Linked DNA regions of Sus scrofa: region 1 is linked to region 2. The links are chromatin contacts, called in public HiChIP or PLAC-seq maps. All regions are on one chromosome and are shown on one strand. The core of a region is the stretch at or near the end of the contact, and the rest is flanking DNA. Distances in the headings are between cores, read along the strand shown.

Region 1 (7,545 bases), core at 81-2,580, 110 kb before region 2:
GGGAACCTCCATATGCCGCGGGAGCGGCCCAAAAAATAGTAACAACAACAACAAAAAGACAAAAGACAAAAAGACAAAAAAAAAAAAAAAAAAAAAAATTTCACACAGCTAGTAGGTAGAAAATTCAGGATCACAAGCCCAGGAAATCTGGTTCCAGAACCTGTGATCTTGACAATCACCTTCTGCAGTGATGATAATTACATCAGCTACTATTTTTTTGAGCATCTAGTAAGTTACAGGCATTAGGCTGATGCTTTCTATGTATTATATCTCATCTTTAGAACAACTCTTCAAGGCAAGCGTGACTCTCCACATTTCACGGATGAGAAAACTGAAGTGAGACGAGGTTAAGAGACTTGGTCAAGGTCACACAGCTGTAAGTGGCAGATCCAAATGTGTCTGGAATAAAGCTCTCGGTTTTTTTCTGCTAAGCCACAAAGCCTTCCAAAGAGATTTCATATGAATTCTTTCTCTGTTCAAAAGACAGGCCACCCCTCTGTCTTGATGGTCCCCCAAACTGCCTTGTATCTCTTCTATCCACCCTCTTTCATCCATGTGAGGAGACTGCCCAACTCTTCCGAAAAGGACCCAACTGTCGGAGATCCCGTTGAGGCGCAGTGGTTAACGAATCCGACTAGGAACCATGAGGAACCAAGTCCCTGCCCTTGCTCAGTGGGTTAACGATCCAGCGTTGCCGTGAGCTGTGGTATAGGCTGGCAGCTGTAGCTCCAGTTCAACCCCTAGCCTGGGAACCTCCATATGCCGCGGGAGCGGCCCAATAAATAGCAAAAAAAAAAAAGGACCCAACTGTCACTTAAGGTTCTATATGGCCCAGGCCTGTGAAAAAGTCACCAACAGACCTTTTGTTAGTCTCTAAATAAAGTCAGCTTGAGTCACGGCAAAAGAAAGCCAAGCTTTGCTCAACACCAGATGCTAATTGTGGGCAAAACCTTCCTCAGAGGGACAGACAGCTCCCAAATGTGTCCCAAATGAATGAGTGACACACTGGTCCCAGGAAGTAAGGGGTTCTACCTTCTGGCAGTTTCATGCTTCCTCCTGCTTCCTCCCCCAAATCACCCCATACTCAAAGGGGAACTTTCTGGTTCTCCACCCCTTCCTGATTGGCAGTCACGGCTATAACATTCTCCCTGGCCAGCTAACTTTGTTTTTCAAACTAATGCTACCCTAGGAGGCTGATGAACAACTTTGAACTCACTTCCAGAGGAGAAATCCATCCGCAAGAGGTGATGTAACTGCAGAGACTGTGCACGTTCAAATACTGGGCCCAAGGCCAAGAACGTGGACACTACACGGATTTCTCTTTAATTAACTGTGTACCTAACCTCCCCTGGAAAGGAGTATTGCAGGTTGAACATCTACCAGATTCCTGAGATACCTAAGCCCTACTCCCTCACATCCCTTCCAATAGTTACACTCTTCAGAACCAGCCAGATAAGCAGATTCACATTCTGTGTGCATTTCCTTAATAAACTACTTATTCAAGGTGAGCAAGAATAGGATATTGTCTCGTTCCCATCCCCAGGACCTAGCTCAATGCCGGTACAGAATTAGGTCCCCCAAGTGTGTCCTGAATGAATGAACAAATAAATATATCTTTCAAATTCCTTTTCACTCTCTGCAATCTGAGGACCACAGATACAATGAATACTTCCCTTTTATAATGCCTAAACCCTTACTGTGGGAAATCCATTATTTCCACAGCCTCAACCATCGTCTCTCTATGAATATGCCCAAATCTCCATCACCTCAACAATCCACACGTTTGTCCTGAATACAGTCCTTCATTTTCCATCAGTTACAGAAATATCAGCTTCCATCTCCTTCCAATATCGTTTTTTTTTTTTTTGTTTTTTTTTTTTTTGGTCTTTTTAGAGCTGCACCCGCAGCATACGGAGATTGCCAGGCTAGGGATCATCGGAGCTGTTGCCACTGGCTTACGCCACAGCAATACCAGATCCGAGCCACATCTGCGACCTACACCACAGCTCACGGCAATGCTAGATCCTTAACCCACTGAGCGAGGCCAGGGATCGAACCCGCCACCTCATGCTTCCTAGTCGGATTCCTTTCCGCTGCGCCACGACAGGAACTCCTCCTTCCAATATCTTAAACTCAACCTCCAAAACCCAGATTTCTCATATTCCAGCCCTTCAAAACCAGCTCCTTCGCCTAACTTTGGTATTTCTATTAAAGGCCCCATTAATCTACCAATCACCCAAGTCCAAAAGAAACTTCGCAGCCCTCTTTCTTTTGTGCCTCCAAGGTTACTTGAAACCCAAATCCCATCAGTGAGCAATTCCCGCAGACTCTTCCTGCACCAGGTGTTTTCCATTTGTCTCTAGACTGTAAGCTCCAAGAGCACAGGGAACAGATCTGTCTGCTGGGCATGTGTCTGGCACATGGTACGAGCACAATACATACTTGCTAAATGGACTGAAGGATCAATTTCTATTCTTTTCGTTCCCACCCTCCCAGCCTAATTTAGATCCTTCCTACCTCCTGTGACAACTGGTTTCACTGTCTCAAGTTCTTCACCATGGAGCAAACCACCACCATTAAGGTTAATCTTCCTTAAGCAGAGTTCACACCTTAGCTTGGACCCTAGCAGCTTCCAGTGTCCACGGCATAGACCCAAATCTTAGTCAAGAGTCAACGTTTGCCACGATACGGTCTTCACTACTTTTGTCTAGTCTCTCCATATATACACATAACCCCAACCAAGCCAGTCGCCTAACTGTACCCCAAAAGTGCTTTGTACTTTCCTCCTGACTATAATATCTTCCCCTTTCCGCTCTCTCCATTTATCAAAAATCAATTTGTAATCAAGGACTGGTTCACATCCCGTTTCCTCCCTGAAAGCTTCCTGACTCATCAACTGCGCATCCCGCTTTCTGTAGTACATACTTGGTACTGACCCCATCTTGCCTTATACTGAAGATTTGTGTTATTATGTCAGGCATGATTTATCCCTGATTGGATTATAAACTCATGCAGGAAAGATACATGACGTCTTATTCTTTGCATCTCTCTCCTCTAAGAGTCTAGAGGAAGACCTTGAAAATGTTCAACCAGGAGTTCCCATCGTGGTGCAGTGGTTAACAAATCTGACTAGGAACCATGAGGTTGCAGGTTTGATCACTGGCTTTGCTCAGTGGATTAAGGATCCGGCGTGGCCGTGAGCTGTGGTGTAGGTCGAAGACGCAGCTCGGATCCAATGCTGCTGTGGCTCTGGCGTAGGCCGGCAGCTATAGCTCCGATTAGACCCCTAGCCTGGGAACCACATGCCATGGGAGTGGCCCTAGAAAAGGCAAAAGGACAAAATAAATAAATAAATAAATAAAAATGTTCAACCAGGAATTCCCATTGTGGCGTAGCAGAAATAAATCCAACTAGTATCCATGAGGTTTTGGGTTTGATCTCTGGCCCTACTCAGTGGGTTAAGGAGCCAGTGTTGCTGTGAGCTGTGGTATAGGTTGCAGATGTGGCTTGGATCCTGCGTTGCTGTGGCTGTGGTGTAGGCTGGCAGCTGTAGCTCCAATTCGACCCCTAGCCTGGGAACCTCCATACACCTCGGGTATGGCCCTAAAAAGCAAAAATAAATAAATAAATTTTTAAAAAGCAAAAAAAAAAGTTCAACCAATATTTATTGTTGAGAAGGAAAAGCTGGAAGAAAGACAGAAAAGATGTTGGCCATGGGTTATAAAGTAGCATAAGGTCTCTGTAAGGGACACAGTGGGATAGAAATGAGAGCGTATTCCTCTAAAAACTTAACAGGAAAAAAAAAAAAAAAGCCTACCTCAAAATAAAAGAAAGAACTAAGTTATTCAAAGCAGGAGATCAAAACCAAATGAGCTATGACTGAAAGGTAATTTACAGCAAGTCTATGAAAAAAAAAGAAAAAGAAAAAAAGAAAAAACAGCCAACGCATTATCAATTAGAGTCCTGCTGGGCAATATTAACACAGATTCCACTTAAAAGAGACAATCAAAGGCTTAGCGACAAATAGGAATACATTCAGACTCTTCAAGGAGCCAAAGAAAATGCAAGAGCATCTTCCCTCGGAAGATTTCCTACCCTCACATAATATTATATCTCTGCTCTTCATCAAACCAGGCAGATAGAATTTCAGACATTAATAGGGCCCTCCCACAATTCAAAGGGACAGAGGAAGCCCTATTACCCATCTTAAAACAAAGCAGAATACGATAGATACAAATAATTGCTAGAGTTCTACCTGTAGGGGGAAGAGAAGGGGGAGTGGATACCCAGGATGAGACTCTGCAATGGAGTCAGAGTTGGGTGAGCTTTATGAGGGTGTCTGCACTGAGACAGTGTGGGAGAGGACACAAGGTGAGCAGGAGAAAAGCAGAAGAGGAAGCAAAGCCAAAGAGCAACAGGGTAATGGCTTCTAAGGTAAGGAGTTGTCCAAGAGAAGATGAAAATAGCAGTTCAGCAGTGTTTGTCCCTAAATGTGGTTACTTAAAACTAAAAAAAAAAAAAAAAGCCACCCAACCTAACCCAGTATGAGGGGCTGAAATCTAGCCAGGTTGAGAAACTGGCCTGGAAGAGGGTGGGACGAATCCATGTAGACCAATTTTGGCCCTGGCCAACCTGCCCCATCCCAAGTTGAATAGTTTCCATGTCCCTGAGACGCGTCTGTCCAGGGCTGCCGCTGGCAGCTGCTCTCCTGGCAGCACAGGGAGACAAATTCATGGCATTGCTGGGCCAACAGCTGCTACGGCTCTGGGGGAGGTGACGAGTGCCCGCCGAGATGCTCTGGGCAGAGAATGAACTATTCTAGGGACCAGCCCTAGAATCAGCAAAATCAGGCCACACTTCTCCAGGCTGAATGAAAATACAGTACAACTGCCGCTCCAGAGACCCAGGAAACCCACAGCCCTTCCTCTGTCCCAGCTTCTTTAACTTCAGTTGCTTCTTGCCCTCACGTTTGACCCATCTTTTCTATTTCCCGGGGCACGACTGCAGTCTCGGCCCACATTAACCTTAGGCCCACTGCCATCCCATCCTTACAGCCTCTCTGCTCCAGCTGATCTTATGCACGGTTGCCATGGTTACCTTTCCGAAGCAGAGCCGTCCATAATGATGCTCAGAAATTATCAATGGCTCCCCAGGCTTGCAGAATAAAGCCCAAACTCTTGTCACCTGGCATTCATGGACCACTGTAATCTGATCCCTCCCAAGGTTTCCAGGCTTAATGGCATTATCACATTTACCATCCTGTTCTTTGGCAAAACAGGTGACTTAACCTAGCAGTTTGGTTTTTTGCAACTCTGGTGCCTGTATCAACACTGCTCTCTCTGCCTCAACGGCTTCCTTCCCGATCTTCTTCCCTCCCTTCTACAATTTCTGCATTGTCTCAAAGGAGTTACAAAAGCAATCCCTTGCATTGGCACCAGGGTAAGAAGGGTATGTTTCCATTTCCCATCCAGTGAACTTCACCCCCATAAAGCCCTCTCTTCTCGGTGCATTTATGGCGCTTTACAAAGTGGAGGAACGGAATGCTCTTTCATACACCTGCCCTCTCGCAGATCACACACAGACAACGCGGCAGAGGCTGCTAACTGTCCCCCACTAGTTCCCCCCTCTGTCTATACTAATAAAACTACTCTCTGGTCACCAGAATAATATCACCATTAGCCAGCCTCCCTTGCAGCTCAGTAAAGCATGCCAGTCAGATGTGAGCTGAGGGACATATGTGCCACTTCCAGACTGCACCCTTAAAGGAAAAGGATATACCTGCCCCTGGGCTCTTGTGCTTTTCCCACTGGTTGGAATGGGGACATGGTGGCAGGGAGCCACCTTGGGTCACACAAACAAGGGCAAGCCTCCAGGGGTGGAATAAGGAGCCTGACACAGCCCTGGATGGCTAAGACCCAGACAATTACACGAGAGAAAAATCAACCTCTACCTTGTATGGGATACTATTATTTGGATCTATTAGAACGGCTAAACCAGACATGCCTAAAAAGCCTTTCCTGGGCCCAAAATGTTAATTTTCAGTTGCTAACAAATGTTTCAAGCTTGGCCTGGTGGTGGTGCAGCCTGCCAAGCGCCAGTTCAGCTTTAGCGGCGTGCTTGTCTGGGCACAGCAACAAACACCTGAACACTGAGTTCCCTCTTACAACACAGAGGGGACAGTGGAAAACTGCAAGCGCTGCTGCGAGTGTTAGGCTGAGAAGTCGAGTCTCATCACTGGATGAACAGCACAAGGTTAGAAACCATCAGCCCCAAGGCGTCCTCAGACGCTAGCTGGACTGAAGCAGGCAGACCACGGATTCAACTGTGGCAAAAAGAACATTGAAGACAAGGTACAAAATGCTCCAAGAACCATCAGGTGAGGGAGAATGCAGAATTTCACACATATTCTTACAGTAACAGAAGCCACCTACTCCATGTAAAACGCATATACGATTTTAGGAATAAATTATGTATGCAGGTAGGATGCTGTCTGGATTCCCCCACTGACCTTCTTACCGCCTTGCCTGTGGTGAAAGTGTATGTCTCTATTGGGCTGGACCCCATGAAACGGCCATTGTGTGACCAGTTTTGTCCCCCCAAACTGAGCAATCTCATGGTTCACTCTAACAGATTGAAAGCTCTTGGGTTTGAGGGTCGTTTTAGTCATCTTCGCCTCTCTCACAAGGCCTTAGAATGGGAGCGTACCAGTAAGAACGACTAGCTTTAACTTTCACAGATCTTCTATTTGAAAGACACCATTTCCATCAGACAACACGATCCTACTTTACCTTCCATCTTTTTTTTTTGTCTTTCTTTTTTTTTTTTTGTCTTTTTGCCTTTTCTAGGGCCACTCCTGCGGCATATGGAGGTTCCCAGGCTAGAGGTCTAATCAGAGCTGTAGCCACCAGTCTACGCCAGAGCCACAGCAATGCAGGATCTGAGCCGTGTCTGCAACCTACACCACAGCTCATGGCAACACCGGATCCTTAACTCACTGAGTGAGGCCAGGGATCGAACCTGTAACCTCATGGTTCCTAGTCAGATTGGTTAACCACTGAGCCATGACGGGAACTCCTAACTTCCATCCTTTTAAGTTCTTAAAAAAAAAATTTCACTCTCACCTTCCTTGGTTCCCCTCCTTCTTCCCTCCCTTACCCCCTCCTGGTAACTTCTCTTTCTAGTAATTAACACTTTTTATTTTTTAAATTATTTTTATTTTATTTTTATTTTTTAGGGCTGCAGCCGCAGCATATGGAAGTTCCCAGGCTAAGGGTCGAATCGGAGCTGCAGCTGCCGGCCTACACCACAGCCACAGCAACTCAAGATCCGAGCTGGGTCTGTGACCTACACTACAGCTCAGGGCAATGCCAGATCCCCAACCCCCTGTGCGAGGTCAGGGATCAAACCTGCATTCTCATGGATACCAGTCAGATCCGTTTCTGCTGTACCATAATGGGGATTCCTATTTACTTTTATTCTTTTGTCTTTTTGGGGCTGTACCCATGACATATGGAGGTTCCCAGGCTAGGGGTTGAACAGGAGCTA
Region 2 (7,521 bases), core at 1,018-3,517:
GCTCAGCGGTAATGAACTTGACTAGTACCCATGAGGACTCGAGTTCCATCCCTGGCCTCACTCACTGGGTTAAGGATCCAGCTGTGAGCTGCTCCGTAGGGTGTAGACTCCAGCTCGGACCTGGCATTGTTGTGGCTGTGGTATAGACCAGCAGCTGCAGCTCCAATTCAACCCCTAGCCTGGGAACTTCAATAGGCCGAGGTGCGGCCCTAAAAAGCCAAAAAAATAAAAATAAAAAAAAAATAAAGACACGATCCGGCGTTGCCGTGAGCTGTGGTATAGGTCACAGATGCGGCTCGGATCCCCGGTTGCTGTGGTTGCGGCGTAGGCCGGCGGCTACAGCTCTGATTCGACCCCTAGCCTGGGAACTTCTATATGCCGCAGGGGCAGCCCTAGAAAAGGCAAAAAGACAATAAATAAATAAATAAATAAATAAATAAATAAATAAATAAATAAATAAAGACAATCCCCAAATTCTTTTTTCTTTTTTAAAATTCAAGTTCTGCACACACCATGAATGTCTATAATACCATGAGCTACCCAGGTTCCATCTCTGGCCCACCAACATGACTAAGGAAAACCACATGCACCAGTAACAGCAAGTGTCTCGCTCTGGAAGTCTCTGAGCTTCCCGGAGGTCCTCGGTTGAATGTATTTATCCTGATGAGAGCAATTACGGCCCCTAGGAATCCAGCCACAAGTCCACCTCCAGGCCCATCAAGGAACTATCCCTCCCCCTCAGTTTCTCCAACTGTGAGGTACATCTGCCTATCAGACAGTGACCCTGGTGTCCTCAACTGATCTTCAGGCCTGCTGCTGCAGTGCCACCTCGGGGGACGGGGATGGGGCGCGCGGGGCGGGGGTTGGGGGGGATTCACCCTCTGTCTATGTGCAGCAGCCATGCAGACTTGGCCCACAAGCCCTGGGACTGGGGAGAGGGACTTTCGGAGGCTACAACAGGTTTTGTACTTACAACCGTGCCCCTGGCTTAACAGGGGCAAAACTGTCATCTTCGGTGTCTTAAATCAGCAAGAGTCATGAACCATAAAACCTGGGGGAAAGATTTCCTAATTGAACCCTGAATTTCCTAGACGAGAAAACCAAGGTGTAGGCAGATCCGGGAGGTGTGTACCAGGAAGACCTTTAGAACACCGCATTTAGAACTCCTTTTTGCATCAAGACAGCAGGAAATGAGCACAATCAACCCAATGTGCGCAGCATTCCACAGCTTCAAAGGCATCTCAGATGAACTCTTTCATTGGCGCCTCACACCAGCATTGAGTCGGCCTGGGTTCACACTCTGTCTTCATCACTTACTAGCTGTGTGCCTTGGTGTAAATTATTGAACCTCCTTGTTGCCTTATCTGTGCGTTGGGGATAATTAATAGTAGCTACTGGGAGTTCCCATCGTGGCGCAGTGGTTAACGAATCCGACTAGGAACCATGAGGTTGCAGGTTCGATCCCTGGCCTTGCTCAGTGGGTTAACGATCCGGCGTTGCCGTGAGCTGTGGTGTAGGTTGCAGACGCGGCTCGGATCCAGCGTTGCTGTGGCTCTGGCGTAGGCCAGCGACTACAGCTCCGATTAGACCCCTAGCCTGGGAACCTCCATATGCCGCGGGAGCGGCCCAAGAAAAGGCAGAAAGACAAAAAAAAAAAAAATAATAATAATAATGATAATAATAGTAGCTACTTCATAGGGCTATTGGGAGTTTCAGTGAGGTAACCCTATACATAAAGCACATAAGGCAGAGTTTAGACATAAGAAGCACTCCCTAAATGCTAGCCATCTTCACCCCCATCATCCTCAACATCACTGAGAGCCAAGAAGCGCTGTCCCCATTGTACAGATGCAGAAACTAGGGATTTTGAGACCTGAGATGAGGCAGCCTCAAAATCACAGTAGCAAATGGCAACACCAAACAAGAACCCAGGCGTTCTGCCTCCAAATCCAGCAGTGTCGCCCCATTTGTCATGGCCCCAGAGAAACAGCGCTCCAAAATAGGCACCTTGATCAAGATGCTTCCGCAAAGAGCAGCTTCATCATCTGATAAGATCTGGCCCAATTACCCCCCACCCTCCAAATAAGTAAATCAATCGATAAATAAATAAGCGCAAGAAAAAAGCCTAGTGGGAAGAAGGAAGCAGATCTCCAAAGGGTTTCAATGTTTGGAGAAATTGCTGCCAACTCCTGAGAAACAGGATGTATTTCTTACAGCCCTTGGCATATCATGTCTCAGCCAGCTCATGCTCCTGGATCCCTTTGTTTTCTGGGCTTTGCGTCTCCGTGGAACCCATGGCTGGTGAGGTCACCTTCTCCAGGGACAGCACTCAGCTCCTGCCCATCATACTGGGATTCGGAATGTAGAATCTGGGTCCAGGCAGCAAAGGCAAGGTCCGAACTTTCACGATGCCTTTTGGGTCACCTGCCCACTAATTAGTGCATTTTTAGAAGAAAAAGTTAAAAGAAAAAAAAAAAAAAAAAAGCTCTGCCTTCTCCCTAACAGATGGCATCCTAAAATACCCACAGAAATGGAGGAGGCGCACTTCCCAGCTGCTTTTCCTTCCTCACCAATATATATTTCAAGTTCAGAACCATTCATTCACAATGTATAAATAAAGTCAAGGCTACTTAATACCAAGTGACTTGAAAAACCAGAGGGGAGAATTTTTCTGTTTGTCCCTTTAGACCTTCCTTCCCCTTTTACCACAGATCATGCAGCTGCTTCCAATGAGGCAATAGCTCCTTCCAAACCCAGGCTTCGAACAAGTATCACAGCACTTCCTCTTCCAAGTCAATTCTGTTTTAACTCCTGTCAAAACAGGAACCTTCCTCGACTTTATTTTTATTTATTTATTTTTAAGGTTTTCTTCTCTCTCTCCCTATTCTCTTTTCCGCTTCTAATTTTATTTTATTTATTTATTTGTCTTTTTAGGGCATATGGAGGTTCCCAGGCTAGGGGTCCAATCGGAGCTGGAGCTGCTGGCCTACACCACAGCCACAGCAACGCCAGATCCAAGCTACATCTTTGACCTACACCACAGCTCAAAGCAGCACCGGATCTCTAAAACACTGAGCAAGGCCAGGGATCGAACCCACGTCCTCATGGGGTTTGTTAACTGCTGAGCCACAAGGGGAACTCCTAAACTCTCTCAACTTTAGACTTGGTAAATCTGTTTTAAATGATGAAAATCCTGGACAAATGTAGAATGTTTTGCTTCAATTATAGCAGACCTCACTTTTGTTCTAAACTCTTTGAATTTCAGAGTTAATATTTTCCTTGGTTTACAAGGAAAGAGATGCATTGAAGAACTCATATATAACTCTAGGGCAACGATTCTAAAGAGGGCAGTTGGGGTGGTAAATAAGGAGAAATTCACCCCCAGTGGGGAGCCTCCACCGTTCTATATAGTTTGCACTTGTCCTTGTAGAAGGATAATATTTACAATGCTTGATCTACTTTGATTTTTCAAATATATAAGGAGAAGGCTTGTTACTGGAGTAGGCGGAGAAGTGTAGAAGCAAGGCGTCTTGGCACTGTCACATTCAATCTCAGCTCAGAAAAGGTTCACATTCGATTTGCAAGTGTTTTAGTGCTTACCATGTGCCTAGAAGCTGGAGGCCTTGAAAGGAATAAAAGACAATTCTGTCCTCAAAGTGCTCAGATAGCTGTAAATAACCAGGTGTAAAGGAAGAGATTACAATGTAATATGATGAGTGCAGTAGAGGAGTAAACACAAAGACACTGCTGAGAAGCTTAGGTGCAGGAATTAACCCTGTGTGGCGCGCGATGCTGAGGAATCCTGCTTGAGACCCTGCACAGGGTCACTATGCAGAGAGCAGGGATAAGTAGGGAAGACCTCCTAGAGGTGGTGACATCTGAGCTGGGTTGTAAAGGTTCAGTGTTGCAGGTTCAAGGAAAAGGACCTATTCCAAAGAGAAGGTAAAGAACAAAGCATGAAATAGCAATGTGGTAAGGAAATGAGAGGCAATTTAGCTTTCTGGTGATAGAAAGTGTGAGCAAGGTACATGGGAAGTGATGGATGCAAACGGCTTCTTATGCTATGACCTTAGCAGAACAATAAGGTTGTTTAAAAAAAAAAAAAAATCCCTTTGGGAAAGCTATTCCATGCTCCCAGGTTGGAAAAATTAATATTGTAAAAATGGCCATACTACCCAAAGCCATCTACAGAGTCAATGCAATCCCTATCAAATCACCCATGACATTTTTCACAGAACTAGAACAAACAATCCAAAAATTTATCTGGAACCATAAAAGACCCAGAATTGCCAAAGCCATCCTGAGAAACAAAAACCAAGCAGGAGGCATAACTCTCCCAGACTTCAAGCAATATTACAAAGCCACAGTCATCAAGACAGTGTGGTACTGGTACCAAAACAGACATACAGACCAATGGAACAATAGAGAACCCAGAAATAAACCCAGACACCTACCGTCAATTAATCTTCGACAAAGGAGGCAAGAACATAAAATAGGAAAAAGACAGTCTTTTCAGCAAGTGGTGCTGGGAAAACTGGACAGCCGCATGTAGATCAATGAAACTGGAACACACCCTCACACCATACACGAAAATAAACTCAAAATAGTTTAGAGACTTCAACATAAGACAAGACACCATCAAACTCCTAGAAGAGAACATAGGCAAAACATTCTCTGACATCAACCACGCAAATGTTTTCTTAGGTCAGTCTCCCAAGGAAACAGAAATAAAAGCAAAAATAGACCAATGGGACCTAATCAAACTGACAAGCTTTTGCACAGCAAAGGAAACCATTAAAAAAAAAAGACAACATAAGGAATGGGAGAAAATAGTTTCAAATGATGCAACTGACAAAGGCTTAATCTCTAAAATATACAAACAACTTATACAACTCAACAGCAAAAAACAAAAACACAACCGAAAATGTGCAAGAGTAGACATTTCTCCAAGGAAGATATACAGATGGCCAACAAGCACATGAAAAAATGCTCAACATCACTGATCATTGGAGAAAAGGAATCAAAACTACTATGAGGTACCACCTCACACCAGTCAGAATGGCCATCATTAATAAGTCCGCAAAAACAAATGCTGGAGAGGGTGTGGAGAAAAGGGAACCCTCCTACAGTGCTGGTGGGAGTGTAAATTGGTACAAGCACTATGGAAAACAGTATGGAGGTTCCTCAGAAAACTAAATATAGAACTACCATATGACCCAGCAATCCCACTCTAGGGCATATATCTGGACAAAACTTTCCTTGAAAGTTCAGTGCAGCACTATTCACAATAACCAAGACACGGAAACAACCTAAATGTCCATAGACAGATAAATGGATTAAGAAGATGTGGTATATACCCACAATAGAATACTACTTAGCCATAAAAAAGAGCAAAACAATGCAATTTGCAGCAACATGGATGGAACTAGAGACGCTCATACTAAGTGAAGTAAGTCAGAAAGAAAAAGACAAATACCATATGCTATCACTTATATCTGGAATCTAATACACAGCACAAATGAACCTTTCCACAGAAAAGAAACTCATGGACTTGGAGAACAGATTTGTGGTTGACGAGGAAGAGAGGGAAGGAGTGGGATGGACTGGGAATCTGGTGTTAATGCAAACTACTGCGTTTGGAATGGATAAGAGATCTTGCTGTGTAGCACTGGGGACTATATCTCGTCACTTGCAATAGAGCATGATGGAGGATAATGTGAGAAAAAGAATGTGTGTGTGTGAGAGAGAAAAAGAATGTGTGTGTGGGTCACTTTGCTATACAGTAGAAAATTCAAAGAACACTGTAAACCAACTATAATAGAAAAAATAAAAATCATTAAAAAAATCCCTTTGGTAGTATTACCTTGACAATATATCAAGATATACATATACATATTTTTTGTATATACACACACACACACAAATAATGTCCAAATTAAGACTATTTCTAAAAAAAAAAAAGTATTTGCCGTAGTCCAGGTCATTCATTTATACACTCATGATTATAGCCAGTATATATTTACTAAGAGCCACCACTTAGGCTATAACACTATTCTAGACATATTTACTATCTGAAGGGACCCCCATAATAAGAGTTATTTATTTAGCCTCTAATATTTGCCATACATGCATCTAGCATTTTACATATACTCACAATAAACCAGCAAAGTAGGTCATGTTATTTATATATCACAGAAGAGGAGGCTTGGAATCACAGAAGAGGAGGCTTGGAAAAGAAGTTGAGTGAACAAGGACTTAGAGCAAGGAGGTGATACTGACAAGATTCCCCTAAGGGCTACTTTCAAAGCCTATGCTCTTTGTATTGCACCACGCAAGTTCAAAACATTACCAGAGGTCTAGGAGAAGAGAGAAGATTTTCTGAAAGACAAACATTTAAAACCTAAGGTTGAGAGTTCCTGTCTTGGCACAATGGAAACGAATCCGACTAGTATCCATGAGGAGGCAGGTTCGATCCCTAGCCTTGCTCAGTGAGTCAGCAATCCAGCATTGCCGTGAGCTATGGTATAGGTCACAGACACAGCTCAGATCTCCCACTGCTGTGGCTGTGGCTGGCAGTTGTAGCTCCAATTCGACCCCCTGGGAACTTCCATATGCCCTAAAAAGCAAACAAACAAATAAACAAACAAACAAAAACCCTAAGACAATATTAAGATCAATGCTGTAGCACTATGTGAGTGAACTAGAAAGAAGGGTCATTTCTGACCAGTGCCATCAAGGCAGGCATCCCAGAAAAGCTGGACTTTACGAGGGTGCAATCTCAGAGGGGCTGGCCAGGGAGAAAGAGGTATTCCATGAACAGCACATAGAATGCCACTCTGGTGATGGCTGAGGTTCTAAAACCTGTTCCATCACTCACCAGCTACAGCCCCTGGGTGAGTGGCTCAATAGCCTACCTCTCTTCATCTGCAAAATGGGATAATAACAATATATTCCTTCTAGAGTTGGTGTAAGAATTATGAAATAATCTATGAAGAGTATTCAGCATAACACCTAGTTCATTAAGCCGCAAACAAACAGCAAAATGTTAGCTAATAGTACATGCGTCTAGGGAACAGCAAATAGTCCAGACGGCCTCTAGTTCTCTTTAAAGTAAAATGAAAAGTATGGTGAAGTAAGTTGCAGCCAGATTGAGGACCATGCAATGTTCACCTTAGAAAGTTGGTCTCTATTCAACACGCAATAGGGAATCAAGCATTACAGGAAAGAGGCCAGATTCATAACATTTGGAGCAGATCTCCCAAGGGAGCTCCCAGCCTCTCCCCCTGGCATCTAGCTCACTTGTGACCCCTTCACAAGAGGCATGAGGCATGAGACAGGTTCAAGCAAGAACTAAAGGAAAATAGGTAGTGTTACTCTTTTTTTTTTTTTTTTTGTCTTTTTGCCTTTTCTAGGGCTGCTCTCATGGCATATGGAGGTTCCCAGGCTAGGGGTCCAATCGGAGCTGTAGCCACTGGCCTACACTAGAGCCACAGCAACTCGGGACCCGAGCCGCGTCTGGGA

The links. HiChIP or PLAC-seq counts read pairs in DNA pulled down with a chosen protein or histone mark.
Region 1: an H3K27ac HiChIP or PLAC-seq map of alveolar macrophages shows a contact between it and region 2. The contact joins two enhancer-like sites. A contact is called at or near these places in 2 of 47 Hi-C or Micro-C datasets (psoas muscle and skeletal muscle) and 2 of 2 datasets of contacts at active chromatin or transcription factors (alveolar macrophages and skeletal muscle).

What each region holds. Positions count from the first base shown.
Region 1 is chr9:66,952,931-66,960,475 of Sscrofa11.1, reverse strand. All of the region lies in intron 3 of SRGAP2 (SLIT-ROBO Rho GTPase-activating protein 2), which reads right to left. Among named protein-coding and RNA genes, the nearest start is that of FAM72A, 120 kb to the right of the region's middle. Within about 2 kb of position 1,330, at least 7 of the 83 cell types and tissues checked have an H3K27ac peak or open chromatin away from gene starts, as enhancers often do. A contact at or near this core is called in alveolar macrophages, where this site is marked.
Region 2 is chr9:66,847,402-66,854,922 of Sscrofa11.1, reverse strand. The region is part of intron 2 of SRGAP2 (SLIT-ROBO Rho GTPase-activating protein 2); the gene reads right to left. Among named protein-coding and RNA genes, the nearest start is that of FAM72A, 11 kb to the right of the region's middle. Within about 2 kb of position 2,267, at least 2 of the 83 cell types and tissues checked have an H3K27ac peak or open chromatin away from gene starts, as enhancers often do. A contact at or near this core is called in alveolar macrophages, where this site is marked.